2 separate regions of the Mus musculus genome follow, and region 2 is linked to region 1. A link is a contact called in public Hi-C data. All regions are on one chromosome and are shown on one strand. Each heading gives the region's core, a stretch centred on a gene start, on an enhancer-like site or on the middle of the called end of the contact. The rest is flanking DNA. Distances are from core to core; before and after follow the strand shown. Region 1 has its middle 7.0 kb from the start of Gm35332. Region 2 holds the start of Col6a3 (collagen, type VI, alpha 3).

Region 1 (6,502 bases), core at 1,853-4,352:
GGTACCTCCTGAGTCTGTTCCCCCATTCCAGTAACTGCTGGATTTCTACTGTGGTCACTTGATCTCAGGATTCCATGAGTCTGGCCACAGACGTCATGGTTTGCTCAAAGTCCCCAGTGCTCTACACTGCAGCTCACCCATTGTACTCATATAAGCCACACTTGCCCACTCCAACCTCAGATCTGCAGAGTTAAAGATGCTTGTACTGTGGATGGACTACACAGTCCATAGCTCTGGGCTCTACATGAAGCTGGTAACCTTGCAAGTCACTCAGCATGTGGATCAATGCAGTGCCACAAACCACGGGAGACATTCAAATTACAAAGGGAGCAGCATAGCTCTTTATCTTCCTCTCTGTGACAGGTGTGAGGTGTGGCAATTAGTCAACAGAAGAATACTCTAGACTTACCAAATCCCCAAACACCATCAGTGTGGCAAATACCTGAGTCTTTGTCATTGTCTCTCACTGTCCATCACAAATGTCTCTTCTGCAGCATCCAAAACAGTTTCTGTTGTCTTTCTTCAGGGGGATTAACAGTGCAACACTGACAGAGGAGGACGGTGTCATCTAGTGGGGTCTAGGATGATCAAATTCCTCATGTACGTGTTGTATGTGCTATGTGTATGTGGTATGTGGTAGTCCCCATAGGCTCACATGTTTTGATGCCAGGTCCTCAGTTAGTGGAACTGTTTGGGAAGGATTAGGAGGTTTGACCTTGTTGGAGGAGGTGTGTCACTGAGGATGGGCTTTGGGGTTTTGAAAGTCCATGCCAGACTCAGTCTCTCTCCCTCCCCTACCCCTACCCCTCTCCCCGTCCCCCCTCACTCCTCCCCCTCCCTTTCCCTCCCCCCTCCCCCCTCCTCTCCCTCTCCGTCTCCCTTTCCCTCCCTCCCTTTCTCTCTCTCTCACACACACTTTTTGCCTGCTGCCTGTTGATCAGGATGTAAAGCTCTCAGCTACAGCTCTAACACCATGCCTGCATGCATGCCACCACACTCCCCTCCACGACAATCATGAAATAATTCTTTAAAATTGTTAGTAATCCCCCAGTTAAATGATTAAAAAAAAGTTGCCAAGGTTACAGCGTCTTTTCATAGCAATATAACAGTAACTAAAGCAGTATAGAATAGGTAGTACATGCTCAGAATAAGAGACAGCATCTGTGGGGAACACGTGGCTCTATGCACTTATCAAAAACCCATGGAAGCAGATGCCATGAATAGTGAATTTTACTGTACATACTTAAACAAAAAAATCAGCTACAGTTGTGCACAGTGGTGTGTACCTACAATCCCTGATACTCAGGAGGCTGAGGCAGAAGGATCATTTGAGCTTAGGAACTGCCACCAGCCAACATAGTGAGAACTCCCTTCTCAAAAACTTAATTAATCAAAATCAGAAACAGCGCTTGGGGGACCTAAAATAGAATGGTAAATGTGTCTGATCTTCCTTTAAATAATAGTTGAATCATATTGAAGAGAATGGGAAAGAAAAAACAACATAAGTCATTTTGTAAAACTGTGTTGCAACTAAAGACAAGTACTGTATTCTAGTCAGTAAATATGTTTCTTGGTGAGTTCACAATTCTGAATCTATTTTATGCACCTACTAGGACACAGATATGTAAATACGGTTTAGAAAAAAAAGCCAATGTCCCTCTGCAAATAAGAAAATGTGATGGCTGACGCCAACCCTGAACTGTTCTACTCACATCGGATACGGTGTATGTTTTAATAGCAAGAAATACAGATGATCATAGATAAATACATAAACGTATCATATTGAAAAATGGTAGGTAGGTGGATAGATAGGTAGATAGATAGGCAGATAGGTAGATGATAGAAAGTAGACTACATCTATACAGTAAATATAATAGATAATAGGTATATAATAGATAATTGATAGATGATAAATATATACATAGATAATAGTTAATTGACTTATAGACAAATAAATGATTGTAAATAGTATATATATATATATATATATATATATATATATATATATATGATAGATAGATACAAAGTCAAACACATATTTTACCTGTGCATTTTTTAACTTTGCCTAATGTGGAACTAAAAGCATGAAATACCACTCTGACAGTGAGAACACTTAAAACCTAGTTTTAAATGCTGTTCTACAAATCAATGAGACAAAGTCCCACTGCGGGAAGTGACCAGTTCCAGGAATGGGTCAGGGGGTGAATAAGATGAGCCCGGAGCATTTTGTTAAGGAAAAAAAACAAAAATGAATATGAATTTGTGCAAAGGTTGGGGGCCATCTTGGGGAAGCTCCAAGGGCCAAATTGGAACAATGCCAGTGTTTACTAAAGACGGGAGCTAGTCCTCTGCTGGGTGAGTAGCTGGCAAAGGCTTTTGGCTAACTGCTCACTTGCTTCTTTTTCCTTTCCTGTTTTCAGTTACACAAGATCCAATCTGTTGGCTGCTGGTCTTATTTTCCATGTTCCTGGAGTCTTCAGAGAGCCCTTACCTATGCCAGTGAGTTGAAGTATACTCTATACCTTTACCTAATTATTGTCAGGTACCATGAGTTACTTGGTAAAAACAGAAATAAAACATCCTCATACAAGCATACAGTGCCCTAGGATAGGACAGGTGAGCTCAATCAAAAAGTTCAGACAATTTAGCAAGAAGTTCTCAGGAGACCAAGTCATTCCCAGGTCAAAGGACAAGCAGAGATAAGAGTATTGAGGAAATATTCTATATTCTCAATAAAAGAGCTAATTGTGTCACAATTAAGCCCAGCTCTAAAGACAGCACCTAGAAAACGGATCACAATTTTCTATAATGTAAGAAGCCGAGGGGAAACTGTGCAAGCATTTCTTGTAAGGAAAAGAGCTTAATGGTGCTTCTACTACATGCTCAGGCTTCTCGATTTTGCTGCCCCAGATGGCAGGATCCATGTAGAAGCATGTTGATAGGCTGAAAGCAGTGGCTACAGAATTATGTCAGTGGGTAAATTTTGTAGTGACTGGCAAGTTTGTAGTTTGATGTAGGAATGGATGGAGAGACTATGGATAAAGGAAAGCCTCCAGCTTTGTGCCCAGAGTTCTTGTCCATCTCCACAGAGCTGTGCAGGCCAGGCTTACTCAGAGTAGCCGAGAGCCTTGGCAGAACACCCTGTGATCCCATCAGAACATGAGCGTGGGAGGCTGATGAGGAGCTGTTAACAGGCATTTCCCCAGTCAGAAAGCAAATTTCTCGATACCTCCCAGCTTCTGGAGAGGTCTGAGGCTAGCTGCTCCACTGTATCAGGGTTGGGGGAGGGATCATAGTGGCAGCCTCTAAAGTGGCTCACTTGCTTCAAGAAATCAGGTCCTCAGGTACTGTGACTCTTCACTCTTTTGCTTGGAGGTACTCTGGTGAGACAAGAGCTAGGACTGGTGATATCTTTGCTGCTCTTTGTTTGTTTGTTTGTTTGTTTGTTTGTTGTTTGTTTGTTTTTGGTTTTTCGAGACAGGGTTTCTGTGTAGCCCTGGCTGTCCTGGAATTCACCCTGTAGACCAGGCCTCGAACTCAGAAATTCACCTGCCTCTGCCTCCCAAGTGCTAGGATTAAAGGCGTGTGCCACCACTGCCCGGCATCTTTGCAGCTCTTAATTCTGTTGTCTGTATAATTATAAGGGGATTTGACAAGACGCCTGAACCTTGGCTGAATCAGGCTGAACTTGCCAATGCGGACACTTTTACAAGAGTCAGAATTTAATGTTCTAGCTTTCACAGCTGGGATGGCTTTACTAGTTGGCTTTGTTCATCGACTGAATTTGGATTTAATGGTGACCTACATCCAAGGAGGTCATAATGTCAGGACTTCTGTAGCGTCGCAGAGAACAGAACACAAATGCTTAAAAGGAGGCAAATAAAGAAGTGGGTTTCATTAGGTAGAACCCACCCGATTTCATCACCACCCACTGCTCAGACATGGCACTCAGGAATTATCTGTCATCAAGTCACTTTTGAAATTTCTACCTCTGCTTTCTCTGGTAGCTCAGACAAGAAAAGAGACCTGTTGCCAGCATAATCTCCCTAACTTTGTCCAATAAGAATGAAGAACTCTCAGGGGACTGAGGGCAGATATTAGCATGAACCATCAAGATAGAGGGAAGATTGTGTATTGAAGTATATTTCTGTAATCCCAGCACTTTGGAGGTTGAAACAGGAGAATCACACAGGCTTGGTCCCAGCCTAGGCTCCACAGAAAATTCTAAACCAGCCCAGCCCGTCAACATTCATTCTCTGCTAAGGTCCAGCTTGCAGGTCACATGTTTCACAAAAGGAGAGTTAGCTACCCATGGCTAACAGAGGGCTTTGCTCCAGTACCCGAAGGTAGGACATTTCTCCTGTAACAGCCACAGGCTCCAAACAGCCACTGTCATTGCAACATTCACTATTAGCTCTACTGGACTCCATAGCAGCTCACAGTGCACATAGCCTAAGTCTTTTGGGGAGCCTTCTCCTGCTCTGGATCACATTCAGACCAGCAGCTCTCTGGGTTACCCAGGGAAGGGCAGATATGATACCCAAACGAGGAATGTGTTGCTCCCAAAGTCCAAAGAGGCCAACTAGGTGCTCTTTCTCTCCTTGTTAGCTGTAGAAAGGTCCATGTGCAACAGTTCAACCTTAGATGTTCTGGCGAATCTGAAACTACTGGAACCCTTGAATCTCCCGCAATGAGTGCTCCTAAGCTGGTACCATATTCACTACCCAATCCAGACACACAAAGCGTGCTGCCATAAAGTAGGCAGAGGGTGGGGCTTCTCCCTCAGCAGCTTTAGTCAGCACAAGCTCATTGATCCCATGGGCCAGGGTGATGTCTTGGGAAAGGAAAGTCAAAATGACCTAAGACTGAATTATGATGCTGAGCTGGGGGTTGATGTGCATCTGTGTGTGTAGGACTCTGGATGTACAGTACTGATCTAACACTAAATGACAAGGTAGTGTGAGCCTATGGGAGTAAACTAGGCTTGATTCAGCTTTGTGGTAAGAGGCCTCAGCAGGTAAGGATGCTTGATGCCAAGCCTGGTGACCCGAGTTCGATACTCAGGACCCACATGATAGAAGAAAACCGATTCCTGCGAGCTCTCCTCTGACTTATACAGGAACACTGTGACACACAGGAGGCCCTCTCTACAGTGGATACGTAAATGTAGAAATAACGTGATTAGTTATTATGATGGAAATGCTGAAAGTCAAAATGAAAGATCAGTAGAATGGCCTCTGGGTTCCAGGAGAGGAGAGTGAAGCTAAACAGATGAAGCATTGAACTCACAGCATAAAGCAGTTCTCCATGATATGCATTCACAGTATCGAGCATTTGTTAAAAAAAAAAAAAAAAAAAAAAAAAAGAGTCCACACACTTCCAGCACAAAATAGGAGCCTTAAGTACACAGATCTAAAAACATAATTTTGGAGGCTGGGGGATCCAGGGAGGGATTCCCATTGGCAAAAGAGCTGGGCTCTCTGATGAAGGTCCAAAGCCAGCAGGAAAGGGAATGGATGGTAACTCTGCAAGATAGTAGCATGTATGGGGCTAAGCCAACGACATCACACACGGGCCCGTGCTCTCTACAACAACGCTGTCTTCCAAGAAACATAGGCTAGCCGTTGTAATACAGTGTTCCACAGTTACTAAAACTGAGCAGGGATAGAGTGGGTAGAAACAGGGACTCGAGGAGGAGGAGAGCGAGCAGGAGGCAGCAGAGAGCAGCATGTAATAATTAGAGTGGGATTTCAGAATTCAGCATGAGGTCATTTCACTTTAATGTAAATCCAATATTTACCTACAGAACATCTATTGGTATGTATGCCAGCATCCACATGCTTCTGTTGGAGAGGAGGGCTGTCCCCAGTCTCAGCAAGGATGCCTCTCCCTCAAGCTTTACTGTATGGTACCATGCTGTGGCGGAAGTGACTGGAGATCAGAGGGCAATGGCTGACTCTGGTGCTGGAAATGAAATATAGGAGAAAAAAATATTGAGGCATTTTGTAGTGCTAGAAATAACAAAAGCTCAAAAGAAAGCAGAACTCTACTTTTATAGGGCCATGTTAAAAAAAAAATAGCATAGGGCCAAGTTCAAGAGCTGCAACTGGTCAGAACTGGAACGATTCAAGTAACAAAATGAACAGCATTAGATCATACGCCAAAGCATAAAACAAAAAGCCACCATTCAAACTCCTAAATGGAATTAATAAAAGGGTAGGGAAAAGAGAGACATACTTTCCATGCAGAAAAATTCTAAGTAATTAAATGTGGATGTTCCATCCCAAAAAAGGAGACGAGCCTCTTTGCTCCCAAAGTGTGGGCTGCACAGGAGATGAGATGGTCTTAGCAGTGGGAAGGTTGGATCTACATCTCAGCCAGTGATGGGACTCAGCGGTTCTTGTTAATGGCTTGTACATCTCATTCTGTGCTGGGGACGGCACTGTGATTCCCAGTTCTCAGGGATGGCAGGCTCACTAGGACAAAACTATCCAATCCCAGT
Region 2 (6,502 bases), core at 1,710-4,209, 130 kb after region 1:
TTAAAATTTGAAGCACTTTCTGGGTTTGGCTGAGCTACCGACGGGATTTTAAAATGTCACTTCCCAAGTCACCAACTATTTGTGTGTGTTTTTACTGCCTGTCTGCCACAGCCAGGACACCATGTGCAGTTCCTGCCTGTGGGTCAGTCAGTGGAGAAAAGCTTCCTCAGTACACAGTGCCTCCTTCAGCCCTGGACATCACCTGCTGCCCATCCCCAAGAGACACCAGATTCGCAGCTTCTTCCACAGAGTTTCATTGTTTGCATCCTGCAAGAGCATCTTACACAACACAGTTGGCAACTCACTAGTGAATTTTCAATCCTGAATGTGGAATTTCGCATAAAAGCAGGTGGTGTCACAGCACATACAGCAGCGCTCTATTTTAGCCACTCTTTCTCCAAGTCACCAAACGTCCGGAAAGAGCGGGAAAGCAAACCAAGCCCTGGATAGTAGTACATGTCTCCACCCACTCCAAAGAAGGAAGGTGGTTTCAGGAGGAGACCGTGGCCTTGAGCACTGGGGTCTGTAGGTTTTACTCCAAAACTAAGGTCAGAGTTCACAGCTCCAGAAGCTGGGTGAATAGAGGAACTTTCTGTACTCTGTGGTCATTGATACATTGTAGATTGTACTGTCTGAAGTCACAGAATTGCAGTTATCATAGGATACAGCACAGTGCAGAGACACAGACAGTTCTCGATCTGAACCATGCTTATCTTGTCTCAGATACATCATTAGGTTCCCAAGCTTGACGGTCTCCACCAGAACGGGGTGTGGTACACACCTCCAAGGTAAGATACGCTCTTAGGCCAAAGGATACCTCAGTCACCCTCAAGGAAGGCACTGGGGCCACACCCTCTAGTTCCCAGACTGAAAAAATCCAGGAGAACCATTCTCTGTCACCCATCCTGACCATCTTCCCCACCCAGTGTCAGCTGAATGCCTTTCCTCTGCTGAGAGAGAGAGAGAGAGAGAGAGAGAGAGAGAGAGAGAGAGAGAGAATATTCCCTTTGTGACAATGTAAAGTTTTGCTTGATGAAAGATGCCCAGACATTGGACCACTGTCCCCAATCATAAATCTCTCTCAAAGAAGTTCTACACCCCATTCCTTCAGCCTCAGCAGAAACCCACAGCACAAAATTCAGGCTATTACTGTAAGCCCTCTGTGCCATCAAGCTGGCCTCCTGAGTGGAATCCCGCGTGGGCCTCCCTTCATTCCCCATGAGTTGTGTACCTTTGTGAAAACTGAGTCAAGTGTCCTATGGCTTTGAACAGATTGTAACAGATGAACAGTCTCCTCAGAGGGGATCAGTCTGTCAGCCCATCCCACATGGAGATCTAAAGGGTCCCCTACTGCTGGCTCATCAACTCCATGGCTCCATCAATGGGAAAGGATGCTACTGAAAGTCAGACACTCAGGTGGGCCCGGCCAGTAGTCCAGCATCTCAGAGCTTCTCTCTCTTCACCCATAAGCCAAGGATGACAGCACTGGAATCTTCTAGCCCAGAATCACCCAGGAAAGAAGTCAAAAAGTCCCAGTAGTGGAAGCTACAGCAATCAGTTGGTCCCATATTGTTTTTGTTAAAAGCAATATGATTTTTATTTTAAAGTCTTTTCCACATTTCAGCTTGCTCTGGGAAGCTGGGAACTGTCCTCAGGTCCCATGAATCCCCTTGAAGCTCTGAGACTCTGGGGTTTTCATCTGGAGTCAGCTCGGGGTAGGGAGAGAAATGACTTCTCTAGGGTGTAGTGTGCCCACTGGTGCTCATACAACTTGTTCTTGAAGTCCACACCAGTCCCTAAGTTTGCCTGGGCTTTTGTGAAATTCATTTTTCTTAGCCTTTCTCCAGTACTCCAATGAACCCTTCCCATTGGCCCCACCCTTGCATTGATCCCATGGTAGCTTGAAATAGATCCCCAAATGGGCTGGCAACCATCCAGGAACTCTCTTCCATCCTCAGTGAGAGAGGGCCTGAACCCCACCCAGCATCCTCATGGCCAGGGAATAGCCCTTGGGCCTCCCAACTTGGCACAGGCCTCTCATCTGGACAACCCACGGCAGCCCAGTCCCGAGCTTTGCCTTATCCACTGGGGAAGTTGCTCTAGTATCACATTGCGCATGCTTTAGGCCTGCAGTTCCCTTAAGCATCCTCAAAGGACAAATCCTACAACAGTGACTTCAGATACCTAAAATGATGAAGCAGCAGCCTTGATGGCCATGGCTAAGCAGCTCCGGCCCAGCCCTGCAACTGGCACCAGTATCTCTCCAAACTCGGAAGACAGCAGTTTGCCTGACCAGCCTCTCTGCACTTAAGAGTATACCCCTACCCATGACCCTTGGAGAACCCAAAGAGATGAGCTCTCTCTGGGGTCCACTCTGCAGGTTGCCCTATGCTCCCATCAGATGCCTCTGCAAACAAAGCAGCTGGTCTGGGGAAGGAGAAGCGACTTTTAACAAGCCAGCTGGAGGAGAGCACCAGTCAGAAGTGCATAGCATGCAGGCAGGGACACACAGGACACTCCCCGCAGCAGCAAACCTAGACACAATCGGACAATCCGTGACCTTCAGCAGGTTAAAGAAACCCTTGTGCCACAAAGGAAAGAAAGAGCAGCAGACTCCTAAAGTATGTCCAGAAAACTGAGTGACGGGGTGATCGTAAGAGCCACTAACTCACTTCTGATTGAAGTGTTTCCCTCATGCCACAGAGGAAACGAATAAGCAAAAACTCACACTTACCCTGAGCGGACCTGAAGACGCGTGTCCCTGGGCTTCTAAACTCAATCACGCTTCACCAGGATGCATAGTGTTCTCTCTTGCTAAGTCTCCTTTTCTTCCTGCAACCCTTCTCCACCAAGGAACAGAGGATCCAGGATCAGAAGACACAGTCTCCTCTTGCAATCCTCGCTGGAAGCTGGAGCCTAGAGAACTGAGCAGCCTTTGGGGAAAGGCTGAACTCCAAACTGGACAGGGTCCAGGGGTACAGTCAGGGCTTCCTCCTGCTCCTCCTCTCGCTCCCGCCTCTCTCTCCCTCCTCCCCTGCCTTCTTCTCCTCCTCCTTCTCCTTCCTTCCTCCAAACCCCTCTTCTCCCCTCCCTGCCATAGGACAGACCCAAACTGTAAATGAAAACCAGACCTGGGGCTCTGTTGCTTCTGGCCTGCTCTGCAAGCTGATGTCACCTATGAAGGCCGTCTTTGCCTTACAAGCATTTAGCTGGACTCCTGCAAACTCCAGCTCTAAGAAGGGGGGTGGGGGGAGGAAATGGACCATGAGCTAGAAGGAATTAGATTTTTCAGTCATTGGTTACTGAGGTAAGACTAAAGTGTGGTAAAGATGAGACCCGAAAGAGTCGGGGAAACAGCTTTAGCCCCATGGTTCTTGACCTTTCTAGGGCTGCGACTCTTTAATGCATGCTGTGCTGACCCCCAACCATAAAATTACTTCATTGCCACTTCATACCTGCAATTTTGCTACTGTCACGAATCATAATGTTATGAATTGGATATTCGACCCCCATCAGGGTCACAACCCACAGACTGACTGCCAGAGGCCATAAAATGTTTAATGCCTGAGCAAGAGGACCTGAGGTCTGTCCCCAAAATACACATTAGAAATTTAAAAAAAGAAAAAGCCAATGTGGTGTCAAACCATCACTGGGAAGGCAGAGAAAGGCAGATCCCTGGGTCTTACTGTCAGTGAATTTAGCTGAATCAGTAAGTACCAAATAAAGACAGAGAGAACCTATCTCAACAAGAAAGAAGGAAGGGAAGGAGGGAGAGAAGGAGAGAGGAAGGGAAAGAAGAACAGAGAAGAGGAGAGGAGAAGCGAGGAGAGGAGAGGAGAGGAGAGGAGAGGAGAGGAGAGGAGAGGAGAGGAGAGGAGAAAGATGGAGGGGCTGAAGAGATGGCTCAGTGGCTGCTCTTGCAGAGGACCTAGGTTCAGTTCCCAGTACCCACATGGGAGCTCACAACCATCTAGGTCCAGGGGATCTGACACCCCCATCAGACCTCCAAGCCCACAAGGCACATACGGTATACAGACATAAATGCAGACAAAGCACTCATACACATAAAGTAAAAAAAATTAAATAGTTTAAATGCACTTCAATAGCTACAAAAAAATTAATGAATTTGCCACTTCTACCCATCACCTTTTAGGCCAGGCCTCTGCAGGAAAAAGAATGAGTTTTGGAATTTCTCCGTGGGTATCCATGGTTTTCAACCACCATCAGAAAGAAAAACAGGAAATGCAATCTCCCCCCCTCCACCCTCACCACACCCTCCCATTTCTTCTTGAAGTTTCTGAACTGAGACCTCGCTTAATAATCTCTCTTTTCAAATATCAAACCCAGCAATTAGCGTCGTCTCCTTGGCTTGCCGCTAACCAGAGTTCTGTTTGCCAGCGCGAAAGGCAAGAGGGCAAGAGTTCTATACATAATGATCCTGATTGTGAGGTCTCCTTCTGGGCGCACACTGGGGTGGGGGCGGTTTTCTGGCTCAGACTCCTACAGAAACTCTCCAGTGGGAACACGGGTTTCTACAGAGCTTTGTACCTTTCAAAGCACTTTAAAGTACATCTCTCAAAAACCTCAAGGACCTCCCCAACCTGAAACCCTTTCATACTGGAAAGAGGGGTACACTTGGGTGCCAGAGAAGAACACGGGTTCCTGCTGTGTCCTTCTCTACTTTATTCCCTTGAGACAGGCCTCTCACTGAACCTGGAGCTCAGCTGTCAGCTGCCAAGCTTTGGCAATCCAATCCTGTCTCTATCCATCCAGCCACACACACACACACACACACACACACACACACACACACACACACACACACACACAGCTGAGGCTGCAGGTGCACACTTGGCCACACCTAGTTTCTTAAGTGGGGGCTGGGTATTCAAACCCAGGTCCTGATACTGACATACCGAGTGCATACCGAGTGCTCTCCACTCCACCATCTCTCCAGACCCCATGAGAATTTAGGTAACTTGAAATTATGCTCCTGTTTTGAAGGTGAGTAAAGTCACATCCCAAGAGGACAGGTGACACTGTTATGATACCCACTGAGTTAGTAGCAGAACTCGGGTCAGAGCCCCTACGTTTCTCACCACTCAGCCATCCAGTGGCTCACATGAAAAGTTAGATGTCACAAAACATCGGGAGCTATCTGTATTTTACTAGGAGATCCCATCGAAGCCATGTGCAGAAAGCGAGATCACTAACTCCTTCCATGTGTTACCTCCTTCTGATAGAGGGGAGACAGGAAGGCAACACCCCAGAGAGAATCTCAACCCTACATCTCCATGGCTTCCTAATGCTCTGCTGCTGAGAATGCACTTGCTGGGTGTGAGGTGGGCAATGGGCATGCAGACCTGAATGGGCAGAGGGTGGGGAGGGGGTTTCCTCATCCACCTCCTTTAAGTAAAAACTGGAGCAGAGGTTCTAGGCATTAAACCATGCTCTTCATGTGACATGGGGGGGGGGACAGCATTCTCTTTGTCACATGCTCACACCCCAGTCCTCTCTGTACCATGCAGTCATGGGTCCTGGCCTCACAGAACACCAAGGTGCTTGCTGCCTCTCCCTTGTGTGGAGTTCAAGATTAGCACTAGGGAGAACCATCTAGCCCATGGCTTGCCTCTGCTACAGATAGACAACTTTTAATGACAGCTGAATACTGTGAGCAGCTCACCCCACTGAGATCAACTGAACCAGCACTTTGCACAGGGTCCCACCGGTGGTTCTCTCTGTCAAGTCCAAATGCAACTGTGCTTTTTCAAAACAGCTACTTCCTTGCTCATTATTAGACGGGTGCTAGGCCAGCTATGATGAGGAGCAAAGAAGAAAATGCCTTTGCACAGCAAGGACTTAAACTCTTTATAACGTAATGGTTACCATGATCTAGATTCCCCCATCCCACCTCACATGTGACTGCAGAGCCTTCTGGAACCTGGCGGCACCCCGTGACAAATCTTCCTTGTACTGGGAAGGCGATTCCACCCTTATGTCTTTCTTTCCCAACCACCCATATTTGGTATTCTACTCTACCACTTGATTCCAGGGGAGACCCCTGTTGCCTTCCCTGACAAGGAGTTAGTAGACCCATCTCTAAGGCTCCCTTGTGCTCAGGAGCTGGGTGGGGCCTAGGTGCACCTCAGACACATTACTGATCGCTGGACTGCTGCACAAAGGTAAACCCGGGACACTGGTGACCACTCTGATTGGCCTTGTTTCTACAGACCAGTGTCATTTAGCAGATGCTCTGGGCGCCCCTCCCAGTGTCCTCCATAGTAAAGGAGGTGTCTACTGGTTTACACCCATACTCTTTTTGGGGACACTGTCTGTAGATTCTAGGAGGTGCACATTCTAAAGATACCATGGGTGAAGTAGCCACAATACTAGCAAGGCCTCCAGTGAAGGGAGACCCTGTCTAATCTCACCTCCTGAGTGCAGATGGAACCTGAATCTTGATCAGCATCACTTGCACCTGACAAGGACAGTGGGTCCCTCA

The links. Hi-C and Micro-C count contacts between places; a contact is called where the count stands out from the background.
Region 2: a contact with region 1 is called in a Hi-C map of uterus, with 4 times the contacts expected there. The contact joins the promoter of Col6a3 here to the enhancer-like site in region 1. A contact is called at or near these places in 3 of 39 promoter capture datasets (the 3T3-L1 cell line, stem cell-derived epiblast-like cells and trophoblast stem cells), 1 of 15 datasets of contacts at CTCF or cohesin (the NIH/3T3 cell line), 4 of 484 Hi-C or Micro-C datasets (adipose-derived mesenchymal stem cells, nephron progenitors, stem cell-derived neurons and 1 more), 5 of 115 datasets of contacts at active chromatin or transcription factors (astrocytes, double positive thymocytes, embryonic fibroblasts and 2 more) and 1 of 9 other capture datasets (pancreatic islet).

The regions. Positions count from the first base shown.
Region 1 is chr1:90,707,614-90,714,115 of GRCm38.p6, forward strand. No RefSeq gene overlaps it. Among named protein-coding and RNA genes, the nearest start is that of Gm35332, 7.0 kb to the left of the region's middle. Within about 2 kb of position 3,103, at least 13 of the 459 cell types and tissues checked have an H3K27ac peak or open chromatin away from gene starts, as enhancers often do. A contact at or near this core is called in fibro-adipogenic progenitors and uterus, where this site is marked.
Region 2 is chr1:90,841,012-90,847,513 of GRCm38.p6, forward strand. It overlaps Col6a3 (collagen, type VI, alpha 3), which reads right to left and starts at 2,960. Exons shown (of 44, transcript NM_001243008.1): 1 at 2,735-2,960.